Regions from separate parts of the Arachis hypogaea genome. Here region 1 is linked to region 2. Evidence: chromatin contacts called from public Hi-C data. All regions are on one chromosome and are shown on one strand. The core of a region is the stretch at or near the end of the contact, and the rest is flanking DNA. Distances in the headings are between cores, read along the strand shown. Region 1 holds the start of LOC112727770 (ribonuclease II, chloroplastic/mitochondrial). Region 2 holds the start of LOC112727766.

Region 1 (3,995 bases), core at 669-3,168, 230 kb after region 2:
ATTATTGGCTATGAGATGCTCCTTTTAGTTCCTCGTCTTTATTGCTTATCAGTTTTACATAACATTCCTATTAGGGATTTCTATTCAATAAGGGATTTTCCTATTCTTGGAACTTTCACTTTAGAAATCTTAGTGATGGTGAGCCCATTGAATTAGGTAACCTTTTTAGTCTACTTGAAATGCCCCTTTATCTTCTACTCCTGTCAAAAGATTATGATATCTTGATTCATCGGGTCAGTATACCCGTAAAGTTTATTTTCAATCTCTATACCAACCCTTGATAAACAAATATTGAAATCTAAAGCTCCCTTTAAAGTCAAAATTCAAATCCTTTATTTGGACTGCTATGCCTAACAGAATTAACGCCAATAACAATTTACTAGTCAGAAGACCTCATATTCACATAAGGCTATATCACCAAATGTGTGTAATGTATTAGGGATATTCAGAAATGGTCTGACATTTGTTTTTACATTGTCCTATGGCTGATTCTTTGTGGAGTTCTTTGTTTGGAATGTTTAGAGAATCTTGGGTTTGCCCAGTGTGCCCCGCATCACTAGATCAGTTTCTTTTGATGAGGTTTGCTGATTTTGGGAGAAAGAAAGAGGCTAAATTTTTGTGGCAATGTGCAATATATTCCACTATTTGGAGTATTTAGCTAGAAAGCAATCACAATCTACACACTTTTAACAATAGATTCGCAAGAGAAGTTGCTATTTGGGATAGAATTAGGCGTTTAGTATCTATATGGTGTAAAGCATATGGTTTTACAGAGGACTTTCCCTCTTGGACATGATGAAAGATTGGAAAGCTACAGTTCATTGAAGTTTGTGGTCTTATTTGTATTTCCTTTGGTTTGGAGGAACTTTTTTCCTCCACTCCTTTGTAGTGTTCCATCAATACATTAATGAAATTCTCTCTTCTATAGATAAATCCCTTTTTTTTTTGCTTTGCTTTTATATAAGGGAACTCTTATCCCCAATTTGTATTATCCTTCTCCGAATCCTAATGAAATTCTTCTTTTATCCCAAAAATAAAAAATAAAAATAATATGTAAGGTGCATACACCCTTGGTAGCTGCCACCTTAGTCAGGGGACTATTATTCGCATTTGATCATTATCTTATTTTTTTAAGTCCACAATACTGGTGCAGACAATTCAAGAAGTAGATAGTGTACTCTCTAGTCTTCAGCATCTGATTTGAATACAGTAATACTTTTATTATGATCTCATCCAATTATATAGTCACATCCAAACATGATGAAGACTTAAGAGTGCAAAATCTAGTCCACTTCACTCCTCAGATTTCTTTGTCATTTCGTTAAAGAAAACGTTTATTGAACAAGTATTTAATTCATCGCATTTCATGACAACCACCATTCTAGTACCGTTCCCTTATCATTTACAGTACTCTTAAGCATAACTTAATAATTAGGTAAATCCAAACACACAGAAGCGAAAAATGAGGCAAGGGTTTTTACTTGGAAGCAGCGGAGATTCTATTGTTGCGGCGTTTCCGCATGGCACGGAGCTCTTCCATGACGCTGTCGAAGAGAGTGTAGACGGAGCGGCGTTGGAGAAGGCAGGCGCCATAATTGGAGGAGGGCGGCCGAGGGACGAATGCTGGGGATGAGGAGCAGCAGCAGCAGCGGAGAGTGCGGCGGCAGGAGGAGGAGGAGGAGGAGAAGCGGAGAGGAGGAGAAGATGAACGGAAGAGGAAGCAGGTGTTCACTGCTCTAACCGCCATGATAACGGTTAAGAGGTGAAAGAAGAGTGAAAAGAGAAGAATAGCAAGGCTCAGAGCATTTAGCAATTGGGGATGTAGTAGAACTTCAATGGATGGACTTGGCGTTTGGACTATTGCTGGCTTGTTGCTTCTCCTTTATGAATTTATCTTCTTCCTTTTTCAGTTTTTCTACAATTTTTTTTTTTCTAAAACAATATTTTCCTTTTGATTTCCAAGGATATCTAGTGTACAATTTAGTTTCTCTGATTAGATTATATTTTAGTCCCATAATTTCAAGAAAATTATTTTATACTAACAAAATTGTTAATTGTAAAAAAGACAAAGTTAATCATTTAATTTTTATAATTAAATTTTAGTCCTTGAATTTTTGAGGAAGTAATATTAAAAAGTATTTATTGTAAAATAAATAAATAAGAAAGAGAAAATAGATATATAATAAAGAAGCGTAAATAGATAACTTTAGTATTAATATTCACCAATATAATTATCTTAATATAATAGAGATGGTTTATATATATATATATATATATATATATATATATATATATATATATATATATATATATGTTGCAACTTATTTATAAGAGAGAGAGGATCAGTATATGAAAAGGAGAGAGTGATTTTATTGTTACTATTGTGTGTGTTATTAACGGAGGCTTAACCTCCTATTTATACACATACAAAATGTTATATTTTCAACGTTATTAAATTCATTCTCTCTTGAGAATGGACATCCACATAATCAACCTTATCACAACACTCTCTCTTGATGTCCATTTAGGATTATGCCTCATTAAAACCTTACTAAAGAAAAATCTAATGGAAAAAAAAAACTTTAGTAAAGGAAAAAGAGTACAAAATCCTTTGTAATGGGAACTGCCTCATTAAAAACTTTGTTAAGAAAAACCCAATGGGAAAAAACCTGACCAAGGGTAAAAAAGTTCAATCGACATCATTTAATATCTCGAAATCGGCGCATCCCAATCTGATGTACCAATTTTTCAAAGAAGGATTTTGGAAGTGACTTTATAAATAAGTCTACCAGATTATCGCTCGAGTGGATCTGTTAGACATCAATTGTTCCTTGATTTTGAATATCATGAGTAAAGAAGAATTTGGGAGAAATATGTTTTATTCTATCATCTTTGATGTATCCACCCTTAAGTTAAGCAATGCATGCTGTATTATCTTCAAACAGGACAGTAGGAGCTATCTTATGATCAATTAGTTTACATGATGACAGAATATATTGGATCAAACTCCTGAGCCAAAAACACTCGCAACTAGCTTCATGTATTGCTAGTATTTCAGCATGATTAGAGGATGTTGCTGCAGTCGTCTGTTTTGTGAACCTCCATGATATAGCTGTACCACCATATGTGAACAGATATCCTGTTTGAGATCTCTCTTTGTATGGATCAGACAAGTATCTTACATCTGCATAACCAATTAGTTGTGACTTGTATTCATATGGATAAAACAATTTCATATCAACCGTTCCATGAAGATATCGAAAGATTTGTTTGATTTCATTCCAATGTCTTCTGGTTGAAGAGGAACTATATCTTGTTAACAAATTCACAGCAAATGATATATTGGGTTGTGTATTATTAGCAAGATACATTAGCGCTCCAATGACACTAAGATATGATACTTCAGAACCAAGGATATCTTCATTTTCTTCTTTAGGACGGAATTGATCCTTTTCCACATCCAAAAACCTTACGATCATTGGGATATTTAATGGATATGACTTGTCCATATAAAATCTCTTCAAGATCTTTTTCTGTGTATGTTGTTTGATGAATAAAGATCCCATTTTTTGTATGCTCGATCTGCAGGCCAAGACAAAATTTAGTCTTTCCAAGATCTTTCATTTCAAACTCTTTTTTTAGAGCTTTTATAATTGTTGGAATATTTTCAGGAGTTTGAATGATATTTAAATCATCAACGTACACAGCAATTATAATGAATCCAGATGTAGATTTCTTTATGAAAACATATCGGCAGATATCATCATTCTTGAATCCGTTTTTGACCAGATGTTCAGTAAGACAATTATACCACATTCGTCCCGATTGCTTTAAACCATATAAAGATCTTTTCAATTTGACTGAGTATAACCCATGTGAATATTCATTGGATGGTTTAGATATCTTTAGTGTTGCAGGGACTTTCATATAGATATCACGATCTAATGATCCATATAAGTAGGTTGTTACCACATCCATTAAATGCATATGTCGTT
Region 2 (4,165 bases), core at 1,174-3,673:
AAAATGACTGCAGGAGGTTGCAACTTCCAAGCTCAGGAAATTCCAGCGGCGAAAAGGTCTTCTGCATCTCATGAAAAGAAACATCCCTATTCTCATACATCCAAGCTTAAAACCAACAGCAAGCCATACATAGATGATAGATGATATCAGAGAATTGAGTTAGTATAATAACCTTATCTCCAAAAACTTTCACTCCCCAGAGAGGAATATCTTCTTCTTCACCAAAATCGTTCAACTGCACAGAACAATCCAAGCAATTGCTACTGAATGACAGACAATGAAAATAACAAGACTTTTCCCTCCAAGTGGAATAAAACCATTAAAACCTAAGTAGTAATCGACAATGAAGAAATAAAGGCAAAATAATAACAATGAAAGGTAAAACATTACAAAAATAAGAACAAGGGGAATAAACTATTTTGCCTGATTTTCACACTTCTCAACAAGTTTTGTCAAGTAAGCTTCCCTGAGATCTTCATCATCATCATCATAGGAACAGGCATCCTTCTTAGCCTTTTTCGTGTTTGGATTTTCCTTCTCATTCTGTTGTTTTAAATGATCAGTAAGAAGATCATCCAACCCAATAACCTTCTTTCTCCTAATCCAGACTCAAAATTTTCCATAAGTTAGTAGTAAGCAACATTTACCGACCCAACCCTAAGTAATCCAAATCAAATCATGTACTTGGTTTTTGAAGTTAGATAATAGAAACTATTAAACCCTAAAAATTCCCCGTAACCACAAAAAAGAAAAGTTCAAAATAAAAACTTTGAAGAGGGAAAAGGGTACCTTTTATTGCTAACTTTGGGCGCGGGTTTGAGAAATTCATCCTCTAACTCGAAATCTAAAGGGTCGTTGACATCCAATGTTGGTGTTTGTTAACTGCAGGTTAAGGTTGATAGGGTTTGTGCATAGCAGAGAGGAGAGTTTGAATGAGATAAGTGGTAAAGTGAAGAAGCATGCTCTTTCAAATTTCAATCTTTGATGGGCTTTTATATCTTTCTAATATTCTGCTTGCAAAACGGGTCCCTTAAAATATATTGGAAAGCTTTCAAATATATCGGTACACTGGTGTTTCAGTAAATTTTAATACCAGTACACTTTAAAATTTTCCAAACATATTTCTCCCTTCTAGATCAATGCATAAATATCTCAACTTTCACTCACATTTACACTATACGATGTGAATATACATGCATCATTATATTAATTGTGAAGAACAATAAGAATTCATAAAATGTTTTTTCTTGTGACAACTTTTTTCCCCTTAAAACAAAGTCAAAGGCAATCAACTTTAATTTGACTTGAGGAATACGGTATTAGGGTTACATGTTGCTTAAATGCTCAACATATGCCTCATAATACAACCATAAATAATAAAGAAAAGATATAACATGTTGCAATCTTTGCCTATATATATATATATATATATATATATACACATATATCTCACTCATTGGCATGGTAATAATAGTATCTATCAATCTATTGAGGGGTCAATAGATTTTTATTGGTCACAAAAAGGAGCCGGTAACCAAACTTTCCCACCAATATTTGCCCAAAAAAAGGTGTGAGAGACCCATAGTTATCAGAACTGAACCGGTAATCAACCCAATCATACGATCGGGTCACCGGGTCACTGGTTCAGCCGATGAGTCACTAGTTCACCCGGTAGACCGGTCATAATTAAATAAATATATAAAATTATAAAAATAAAAGCAAAGCAAAGCTTCTTGGTAGAATATATGTATTCAAGTTGACGTAGATTTTGCATAAATGAACAGTAAGCTTATCTCATACAACATTTTGAGTATATTTGTCATTTTAAAGACAGGTTTCCACTTGGGAGGTCGCAGGTTTCCACTTTGTACCCTAAACACCAATTACCTCACATGAACCAAAATTAATTTGAGGGAAAACGCCACAATTCAATGGTTATGAGTTTACTAAGAACTAACATAAATTTAAAATCGGCAACAGCAGCAGAACAAATCACTTATCAGTTATCACAAATTTCAGATTCAAAATACAAATCACTAATCAAGTAATCAGAGACATTCAAAATCAAAAATCACTCATTCAGACTTCAGAGACATTCAAATTCAATAATCCAAGTACTCAACAGAAATCACAGTGCCACTAACCTTCCATTACAGCAGGACGTCAACGGCGAGGCGACGGCGACACGACAGCGAGATGACGGCGCAGCAGCTGGAAGCCTCGAACAGCGACTCCACCGGCGGAATGGATGACGTGCCGAGCTAGAAGAGAAGCTCTGGCCGTATGCGTTTGGGAAAGGGGAAGGAGGAGGCCGCGAAGACGCCGACAACCACGGACGGCGGCGGCGGTTCCGGCGACGAAGGTGGGTTTTTGGTCTGGGGATCCTTAGGGCTACCTGTTTCAAAGGGAGTGTTTGGTGTGTGTGTGGGGGGGGGGGGGGGGGGTTAACCGGGTGGGGGGATTTTGTTTTTTGTTTTTTTTAAAAAAAAATAGGGAAAACGACGTCGTTTCACACGAATCGGTCGGTTTTCAATCCAATCCAACCGGCCTATTGCCGACCGGTTTAACGGTTTCAGAACGGTTTGAGGATCAACGGTTTTAGGAGAAGAATCGGATCATTCTACACGTTGGTTTCTGATTGAACCAATTTGACCGGCCGATCTAGCCTAGTTTTTAAAATATTCAGAAACATTCAAATTTTTTAAAGTAACACCAACCCATCAAATGTAGGCAAAATTGGTCTTGCTATGGATATCAACAGAGGACTTGAAACAATTCATTTAAATATCCTTCTAATTTTATGTTTGAGAATGCCTATTAGATCCAACTGAGTTGCAGGCTCAAAATGCAATTTTTTCATGTTACTTAATTCCAAATTTTACACTAGAACAATATTTAATAATGAAGTGCAAGATGTAATCACAGAACTCCCACAGAATTCAGAGTTTAGTTTATATTCAGGCCTAAAAAAGTTTCCATCTGCAATAGAATCCACCAAGGATTCTGCATAGTATATTTCCTTTATTATCCAGCAAATTTAACAATAAATTCAACAATTCAAGTATTCAACTCTGTTATCCAGCAACAAAATTCAAAGCAATGATGTTATCCAGCAACAAAGAAATTTGCTCAGGTTCAGCAGCAATTCTAAAAAACCAAATACAACATCAACAACCACCAGATTCAACAACAATTCTAATTAAAATTTGCTCAACTTCAACAACAATAATTTCACCAAAATTGACACTAAACCAGAGAAAGAACAGGGTCGAAAACTTGAAGGGAGCTCACTTGGTTGACTGGTTCCGAGACCGCGACGAAACAAGAAGTCGACCACCACCATCACCCAAGGGAGCAAATGCTGCTTGACTGGTTCTGTCTGTTTCTGCCGCCGACAAAGTGAACGCAAGGGCACGAGACCATGATGACGACCTTCAGTCTCAGACGAGTGCGAGACCGAGAGAGTGACGAGATGAGGCTGTGAGAGACTGAGAGTGACGACTGACAAGGTGAGGAGAGAGACGAGAGAGTGATGAGGTGAGGGTGAGGCCGTGAGTGAGGGACTGTCGAGAGAGAAGAGAGACGAGACTGGGGGTTGGGGGTAGGGGTGGCAAACGGGCCTAAACCCGCCGGGCCGACCCGCATAACCCGCCAAAAAAGGCGGGTCGGACTGAAAAATCGGAACCGCCAAATAGCAAAAGCCCGCCTAACTCGCACCGCTTAAACCGCGGGCTTTGGCGGGGCGGGGCGGGGCAGGCTTCCCCGCCGGGCTAAGATTTTTTTAGTGAGGGGGTATTTTTGCAATTTTTTTGCCAAAACCTAACTTCTCCCAACCTAACTTACAAGAGTATGAAGATAAAAATTGAGTATTTTAAATTATGTTTATGTTATTTTAGAGACAATATTTATAATTATTTTTGGATTATGTTTATTTTATTTTGGAGAGAATATTTATACTTATATTTTGAATGAAAATTTGATTTATAGTTATATTTATTAGATATTTATAATTACAAAGAATTTAATGTTTGTGAATATAAAAATATAATTTTTTATGCCATCAGAAATTATAAATTTATTAATATGGTTGTGAAATTATATATATTACTTAGTAGTTAATAGTAAAAAAAAAAGAGGATATTTGGCGGGCTTAGCCCGCCGGCCC

What was found. Hi-C and Micro-C count contacts between places; a contact is called where the count stands out from the background.
Region 1: a contact with region 2 is called in a Hi-C map of leaf, with 4 times the contacts expected there. The contact joins the promoter of LOC112727770 here to the promoter of LOC112727766 in region 2. A contact is called at or near these places in 2 of 8 Hi-C or Micro-C datasets (both in leaf).

What each region holds. Positions count from the first base shown.
Region 1 is chr12:96,136,825-96,140,819 of arahy.Tifrunner.gnm2.J5K5, forward strand. LOC112727770 (ribonuclease II, chloroplastic/mitochondrial) reads right to left here and starts at 1,919. Exons shown (of 14, transcript XM_025777669.3): 1 at 1,482-1,919. The coding sequence starts at 1,747.
Region 2 is chr12:95,902,378-95,906,542 of arahy.Tifrunner.gnm2.J5K5, forward strand. It overlaps LOC112727766, which reads right to left and starts at 2,424. Exons shown (of 13, transcript XM_025777665.3): 1 at 2,145-2,424; 2 at 424-598; 3 at 173-235; 4 at 1-61.